2 separate regions of the Oryzias latipes genome follow, and region 1 is linked to region 2. A link is a contact called in public Hi-C data. All regions are on one chromosome and are shown on one strand. The core of a region is the stretch at or near the end of the contact, and the rest is flanking DNA. Distances in the headings are between cores, read along the strand shown. Region 1 overlaps inpp5a (type I inositol 1,4,5-trisphosphate 5-phosphatase). Region 2 holds the start of inpp5a (type I inositol 1,4,5-trisphosphate 5-phosphatase).

Evidence for each region. A called contact is a pair of places that touch in the nucleus more often than the background predicts.
Region 1: a contact with region 2 is called in a Hi-C map of fibroblasts, with 2.0 times the contacts expected there. The contact joins the enhancer-like site here to the promoter of inpp5a in region 2. A contact is called at or near these places in 2 of 5 Hi-C or Micro-C datasets (fibroblasts and gastrula embryo).

What each region holds. Positions count from the first base shown.
Region 1 is chr15:2,079,910-2,083,423 of ASM223467v1, reverse strand. inpp5a (type I inositol 1,4,5-trisphosphate 5-phosphatase) reads right to left here. Exons shown (of 16, transcript XM_020709239.2): 3 at 1,768-1,868; 4 at 848-935. Among protein-coding and RNA genes, the nearest start is that of inpp5a, 38 kb to the right of the region's middle. Within about 2 kb of position 1,908, at least 3 of the 8 cell types and tissues checked have an H3K27ac peak or open chromatin away from gene starts, as enhancers often do.
Region 2 is chr15:2,042,076-2,045,367 of ASM223467v1, reverse strand. It overlaps inpp5a (type I inositol 1,4,5-trisphosphate 5-phosphatase), which reads right to left and starts at 1,304. Exons shown (of 16, transcript XM_020709239.2): 1 at 876-1,304. The coding sequence starts at 953.

The DNA.
Region 1 (3,514 bases), core at 659-3,158, 37 kb before region 2:
CCTGAAAACTTTATTCTACAATCCAAGAAAGAAAAGTGGACAAATCCTCACCTTCATGCTGCTGCAGCAACGAACTACTTCTGACTGTGTGCTGCCCCCCTGTGGTCGGTTAGTGCTATTGCATGAAAACTGATGTTTATCAACCTTCAGGAACTCCAAAGATCTTTCTTTCATGTCTTCACTAAAGCGAGAAATGAGTTACCGAAAACATCATTAGGTCTACTCAAAAGAACATTTGACGGACAGACAAGTGCTAGCACTGAACCAACAGTTCAAGTCCTCCTTTTACTGCTTTGTACTGTCATGATTTTTTTCTGCCTTGTCATGTGGGCTGTAAGTCTGAGTTTTATGTTCTGCAGAGCATCTGAAAAACATGTTTAAACCGTGTTAAGCCAGACTATTTTTAATCTTTTCCTGTTTAATAAATGACATTGAAACTGAAGATTGAATTTCTGACGTCAGAATTAGAGGTGAAATAAAATGACCGTTTTTCCTTAAATGCAGCAGCCCCTACAGTCAACCACTGGTCTCCTTTTTTTTTGCTTGTATGACATGTGAGCATGTGTTTGTGTTCCAACTTTCTGCATCATAGTGTGGAATGTCAGACCATGACTGTGTCTGATAAGAGAGGCTTCCTGTCTGACACTTCCTTCTGCATCATGACTTTGGGGTTTAAGAACCTCAAATGACAAAATTCAAGAAGTCAAAAGTGTGCACAGCATCAGCAAAGACACCAAAGAGGAATGTGTTTTTGCAAAGTCTGGCTCAAGTGCAACAAACTCACAACACATGTTCTAAGTTTACATGAAAACCCTCACAATCTCCCTCATGAAACCAAAGGACTTACTGTGAAATGCTCCTTGGATTTGTAGTCCTCATCCAGGTAGACGCGAGCTCTGTTGTACTCCATCAGGGCATCACTGGACAACAACTCTCTGAGGGACACAGAGGACATTTATCGTCCATCCACCAATTCACACATCCAGACATCCACCCTTAACACTCTTTGAAGGAAACAACCACAGTGGAGAGAGAGGCAGGTCCACCTGGAGCAGGTCTTCTGTCCATCATGGGGCCCCACAGAGAAAACGCTTTGAACTGAGGGAGAAAACCTCCACAGAAACTCAGATGAGTTTCTGGAACAGAAACAGCCGCCCTGCTGTTACTGTGGACTCAAAAGCAATAGAGTGGACACATAACCCCAGTGGGGCCAGCCCTCCTCCGGCTCCAGTTTAAAACTTCCTTCTAAGAGCCAGAGCTCCTCCAGCCCCCCAGCCTGCTGACCAGCAGCCCCTCCCTGTTCACGATTCGGCACCGGAGCACCAGGAGTCTGCTCTGGGGAACTACGGGACGCTCTCACACAGCCACCCAAACAGCAGAGCAGCTTCAGTCCATCTCTAAATCTCATTAAACCTTCTTCCAGTTCCTTGTTGTCATTTTAACAGACTTAATGCTCTCCACCCCTTCATCCATCCATTCTCTGAACCTGCTGTATCTTTTTGAGGGTAAAGGGGACAGTTCACTAGTCTGTCACTGGGCCACACACTCACACCTAGAGAAACTTTAGAGTAATCAATTAACCAATGAAGCGTGTTCTTGAACAGTGGAAAAGGTCGTGGAAATACTTGTGTAGATAAGAAACTGCGGGAAGCAAGAGCTTCTCTAGTTTTCTGTGCTGCTGTGCTGCGGCCAGCAGAGGGAGCAACACGCTCACTTTCAAACAGACCCACAGAGGATTCAAAGCACACCAAACTTTGACACACTTACTTGACAAAGCTGCCCACGTGGGACATGGATGCCTCGTAGTTCTTGCCGCCCACCTCTTGACAGTGCAACGCCAGGAAGTGAGGCTTGTGTGACTGAACGGTCTGAAGAGAGAAAGAAACAGCATGTGATCAACCTCCTGACCCCTCTGATCCTCATCCTCCTGATGAAGCTGAAGGCTCCTCTTCATCTCAGACCAGTGCTGGGGCTGCAGATGCTTCACGTTTACACTCCTGCATCTCGACACAACAGCCCCCGTCTGTTGGAAAATGACTACAGCACCCAACACCTGGGGGGCAGGCATGCAATGGTTGTGCTAGGCTGAGAGATGATGTGGGTGTGTGGACTGGGGGGGATTAAAGGTAAATGGAAATGAGATTGGGGAGGGGGGCATGTCTGTCCACGCGGTGGTGCAGAAGAAGAAGCCGTATTTGCACAGCAGGTGTTGACTCTCATAAACAGGATTCATGAGTGAGCAGGTCTCTGCCGGAGGATGTCAAACACGGCTGTTTAACATGCAGGCGGGGGCCCCGGGAGCTCTCCATTTCTCTAAATAAATGATCAGACAGGTGGAGGCGGGGACAGAGGAGCTGCTGAAATCACACAAACCAACTGTCGTCAACATGAAACTGCCGTCCAAACTTTTTTCACAGAGACAAGCCGGAGATCAGAAGCTGTTCAGGAGGATTGGTCCTTTTTGGTCAGCTAATGCTTCCCCGACCCGCGAAGTCTCCCGGTTCTCCACTGCAGAACAGCTCTGCAGAACCTTTGAACCCGCAGGATGAAACGGGACTGCTGTATATTAATGTAAGACAGAGTGGAAAAAAGGGTTTTGATAATACATAAAACCAAACCCACTTCAATCAAAGGACGCCTTTTCTATTCTAAAACTCATCCATTCAGTTCTTACCGTTTAAAATGAGGAAAATGTAGTAAAGAACCTTTTAAAGGACTGGCTGCAACCTGAGGATCTGGAACCGCAGGCGTCTTTCTTGTTCCTCTATATATTTTAAGGGCCTATACCATGCAAAATCAATGTTTTAAGGTTAAAGTGTGTTATAATGTTCATTCCTCACGGAAAAAAATCTGTATTTCTGAGTATTCCTCTAAAAACCTGCAGTCTGAGCACCAGCCCCTCTCAATCCATGAAAACTAGTGGGTTCTCACATTGTGAAATCACAAAGTGAGGAACCACCCCTTCCAGGAGGGGTCTTCACCGTCAGCACCGCTCCCAGACTAACACAAAGACCATCTTTCTCCATGGAGCTAGCGGTATCTAAAAAAAAACCTTTCATTTCATTTGCACAATATGCACAACCATCTTTGCAAAAGTTTAAAATTTAAAAAATTTGTTTTTTTGTGTCCCAAAAGTACTATATTATCATATCCATGGATAATATTTACTATGAAAGGTTTAGGGATAGCATGTATAAGCCCTTTAGAACTACTGTCAGAGTGGATTATTGTTAGAATATTTTTACGTTTTATAAGTGAATGGCTTAATGGCCTCAAAAACATAAATGAAGTGGATTTTGTGTTGCTCTCGCTCCCCTTTGGTGTTTAAGAAACTGGCCCTTTTGACCCTTATAGCACTAAAGGTTGCACACTTCTGCACTACAACAAGAATATATTCTGAAAAATCACTTCTCATGAATTGTAAGATATGATTATCTGCAGAGAGAACAGCTGAGTCAGTCAACTACGAAACTACTAAAAACACAAAGTTTAGCTCTGTTACTGAAGGAGTTGG
Region 2 (3,292 bases), core at 55-2,554:
AGCCTAGAAGTCAAGAACAGAAGAAAGTCTGGGCTAAAGAAGGAACATTGGAGCAGCATCACCGATCTGTGGAACTCAGCTCAAAGCTGTAAACCAGCAGAACGTTCTGGAGCAGAACTGAACCAGGAACAGACGCACTGATGGGGTTTTTTTCCTCCCAAGCAGCCGATGAGGAGGGAACACATGTCCTCACTTCTCACCTTCCTGCTACCGCTGACCCCCCAGGGGCAGCAGCACCCTCCTCCCCTCTGAGGTCAGAGCTGGTCTGGAGATGGAACCAACAGCAGGACCAGTGAAAGACCTCATTCAACCTGCAGCCATGGCTGGGGGGAGCAGGGGGGAGAGGGAGCATGCATCTGTGTGTGAGGAATGTCCTCAAGGAAGAAAAACACAAACATGCCCCCCCCTCCCCCCCCGCGCGGAGCTGGTGAGCAGCGTCTATTTTAGGCACTCTCAGCAGGAAGAAGCCCCCTGATGTTTGGGAGGAACCTTCTCACGGTGACAGTAGCTGCCCCCCCGCACCACCCTGACCAGGGGCAGAACCCACACCCCCTGCATCACCCCGCAGACATGAAGGACCTTTGCGATTTCAGGAGGATCTGCGTGACACGCCGCGTGACATGCTGCACAGATCTCCTATCCAGATGTTTGACGTAAACCAGGGGTTTTCCTGGAAGACCTTCCGGGGGGCAGCAGGAAGTTTCGGGCGTCGTCGGGACAACACTGAAGCACGCGGAATAACGACAGGACGCGCGCGCGCTACTATAACGGTTCAGAGGCTGCACGCGGACAGACGCTGGAGTCGTGACCAGCTGAGAGCTCGTTCAGCATCAGGTGAAGACAGGGGGAAGAGGGGGAGAGGGGGGAGCACTCACATCCTCGAACAGAGATCCAACGTTGGCTGTCACCAGCAGGATCCCGTAGCCCTGCGCGGCGGCCGGCTTCCCCGCCATCCCTCTGCCGGGGGGGTCGCGGAGCGAAGTTTGCGTGTGGCGGACGCGGAGGAGCCGCAGAGCGTGCGGGGCGTGCGGAGCCTGCGGGCTGTCTCTGGAGGATGTTTAGCAGGAGGAGGGCAGGCTGCGGCTGGAGGGGCTGCTGCGGCTCAGCTGGAGCATATTCTTCCGCGCGGAGCTTCAGCTGCGGCTTCCCGCGCTCAGAGCCACGGGGGGGGGGGGGCGGTTTAATCCACGGAGAGCCGCTTCATCGCTGCGTGTCCGTGTCTTTTGAGCGCCGTGAAACTCCCCCTCCCGAGGCAGGACGCTTTTCCAGGACCATCGCCTTCGCCGATGACAAGCGATAGGCTGGGGTTCTGCTGCGCTCTGTGACGTCACCGATGGAAACGCGGCTCTTCTTAAAGGACCCGCGCGCCGTGAGCAAAAGCACGCGCGTGTTCGTGTCCCCTCACTGTGGTTCAAAAATAAGACTATGACAATCTTTATTTTTATATACAAACCAAGTTAGGTTGAGCAAGCATTTGAAATGCGCAAGAAAAAAATAAAATAAAATAAAAACAGGTAAGGTAACAATGTAAAATAACGATAGTTTTGACATATTTTGAGACGTTACTGCAGTTTTTTTGCTTTTGTCTGCTATGGAGCATCTGAAGCCTTGACATTTAAAATGAAACTTTACATGCTAGCCTACTGAAGTCAGCAGGAATAAGGATGGATTTGTTTTTTGTTTTTTTCCATCTTTGAGGAATTACTTTTCCATTTTTGTACAGCATCTCCCCCTTGAGCTCCATGAAGAGCCCACAGGTCTCCGTGGAGCTTTTGGAGGACCACTGCTGTAAAACACATGTCAAACCTGCAAAATCCTCCAGCTTTTCACTTCTTTTGGCATCAAAACAAAATTTACTGGTTTCTAAACTGTTGGACGTCTTAAACCACTGAAGGCAACCCGGTAACATACTGAGAGGATAAAGAGCTTCAAAAGCTAAATACTTCACAATTTAGCTCCAACTTATTCAAAGACGAGTATGTTGGCCTTCACACAGATTCTCTTTTTTTGTTGATAATTCTGCTTCATTTTTAGTTTTTTTCTTTTTGCTTGTGTGGACACGCCAGTGTGGCCTCAGCTGCTTGTTTTCACGTCCTGTTTGAGCTTCTCAAGCCCAAACAGTTGCATGCAAACCCAGAGGCACAAAGTTGCATCCCTACGTAAATAAAGACGCTGTCCAAATTGACTCTGTCACTGACGGATTTCCTTCTGACAGGGATGAGAGGGCACAGATGAACCAACAAAGCAGCAAATAAAGCCTGTCAGAGAGTTTGCTCAAAATACATTCAGCGTCATCAGCCCATACTAGAAGAACCACACACAGTATTATTTCAGGTTCAGAAAAACCTCTGGATCGTTTCCCTTGGAAGGATGTGGGACATAACGATTTGGGTGACAGTGGCGCATCCTCTACAACTAGCAGTCCTTTTCAAAATTCTGAATTCTATGAACAAACAATTATTTAATGAATTCAGGTAATAATTGCAAATCCTGGGTCAGACACTAGGTCTTTCTTTTTGCCTCTTAAAATGACGTGCTTATCCAAAGACTGGCCTTTGCTCAGCACAGCTGTATGACAACCCAAGATGGTCATACAGGTGGGCAACCATGGAGCTCAGATACAACAAAACAATCCCCTGGATTCAAGGTTTGATTCGTCTCTCATGCCAACACATGTTTGTGTTTCAGAAAGCTGGGGGGTATTCCAGGAAGCAGGTTATGCTAGCTCCCACGGTAAGTTTGAGGCTAAGGAAGTTGATAACCTCAGCTTTCGGTTCCAGAAATGGAGGTATGTTTCAGGGTATGTCAAGTTGCCATAGCAACTCAAGCTCTGGGGGGTATTCCAGGAAGCAGGTTATGCTAGCTCCCACAGTAAGTTTGAGGCTAAGGAAGTTGATAACCTCAGTTTTCGGTTCCAGAAATGGAGGTATGTTTCAGGGTATGTCAAGTTGCCATAGCAACTCAAGCTCTGGGGGGTATTCCAGGAAGCAGGTTATGCTAGCTCCCACGGTAAGTTTGAGGCTAAGGAAGTTGATAACCTCAGCTTTCGGTTCCAGAAATGGAGGTATGTTTCAGGGTATGTCAAGTTGCCATAGCAACTCAAGCTCTGGGGGGTATTCCAGGAAGCAGGTTATGCTAGCTCCCACAGTAAGTTTGAGGCTAAGGAAGTTGATAACCTCAGTTTTCGGTTCCAGAAATGGAGGTATGTTTCAGGGTGTGTCAAGTTGCTATAGCAACTCATGCTCTGAACATAACCTGGTCCGGAGCAGGTTTAGTTGAAGGTTAGTTTGTT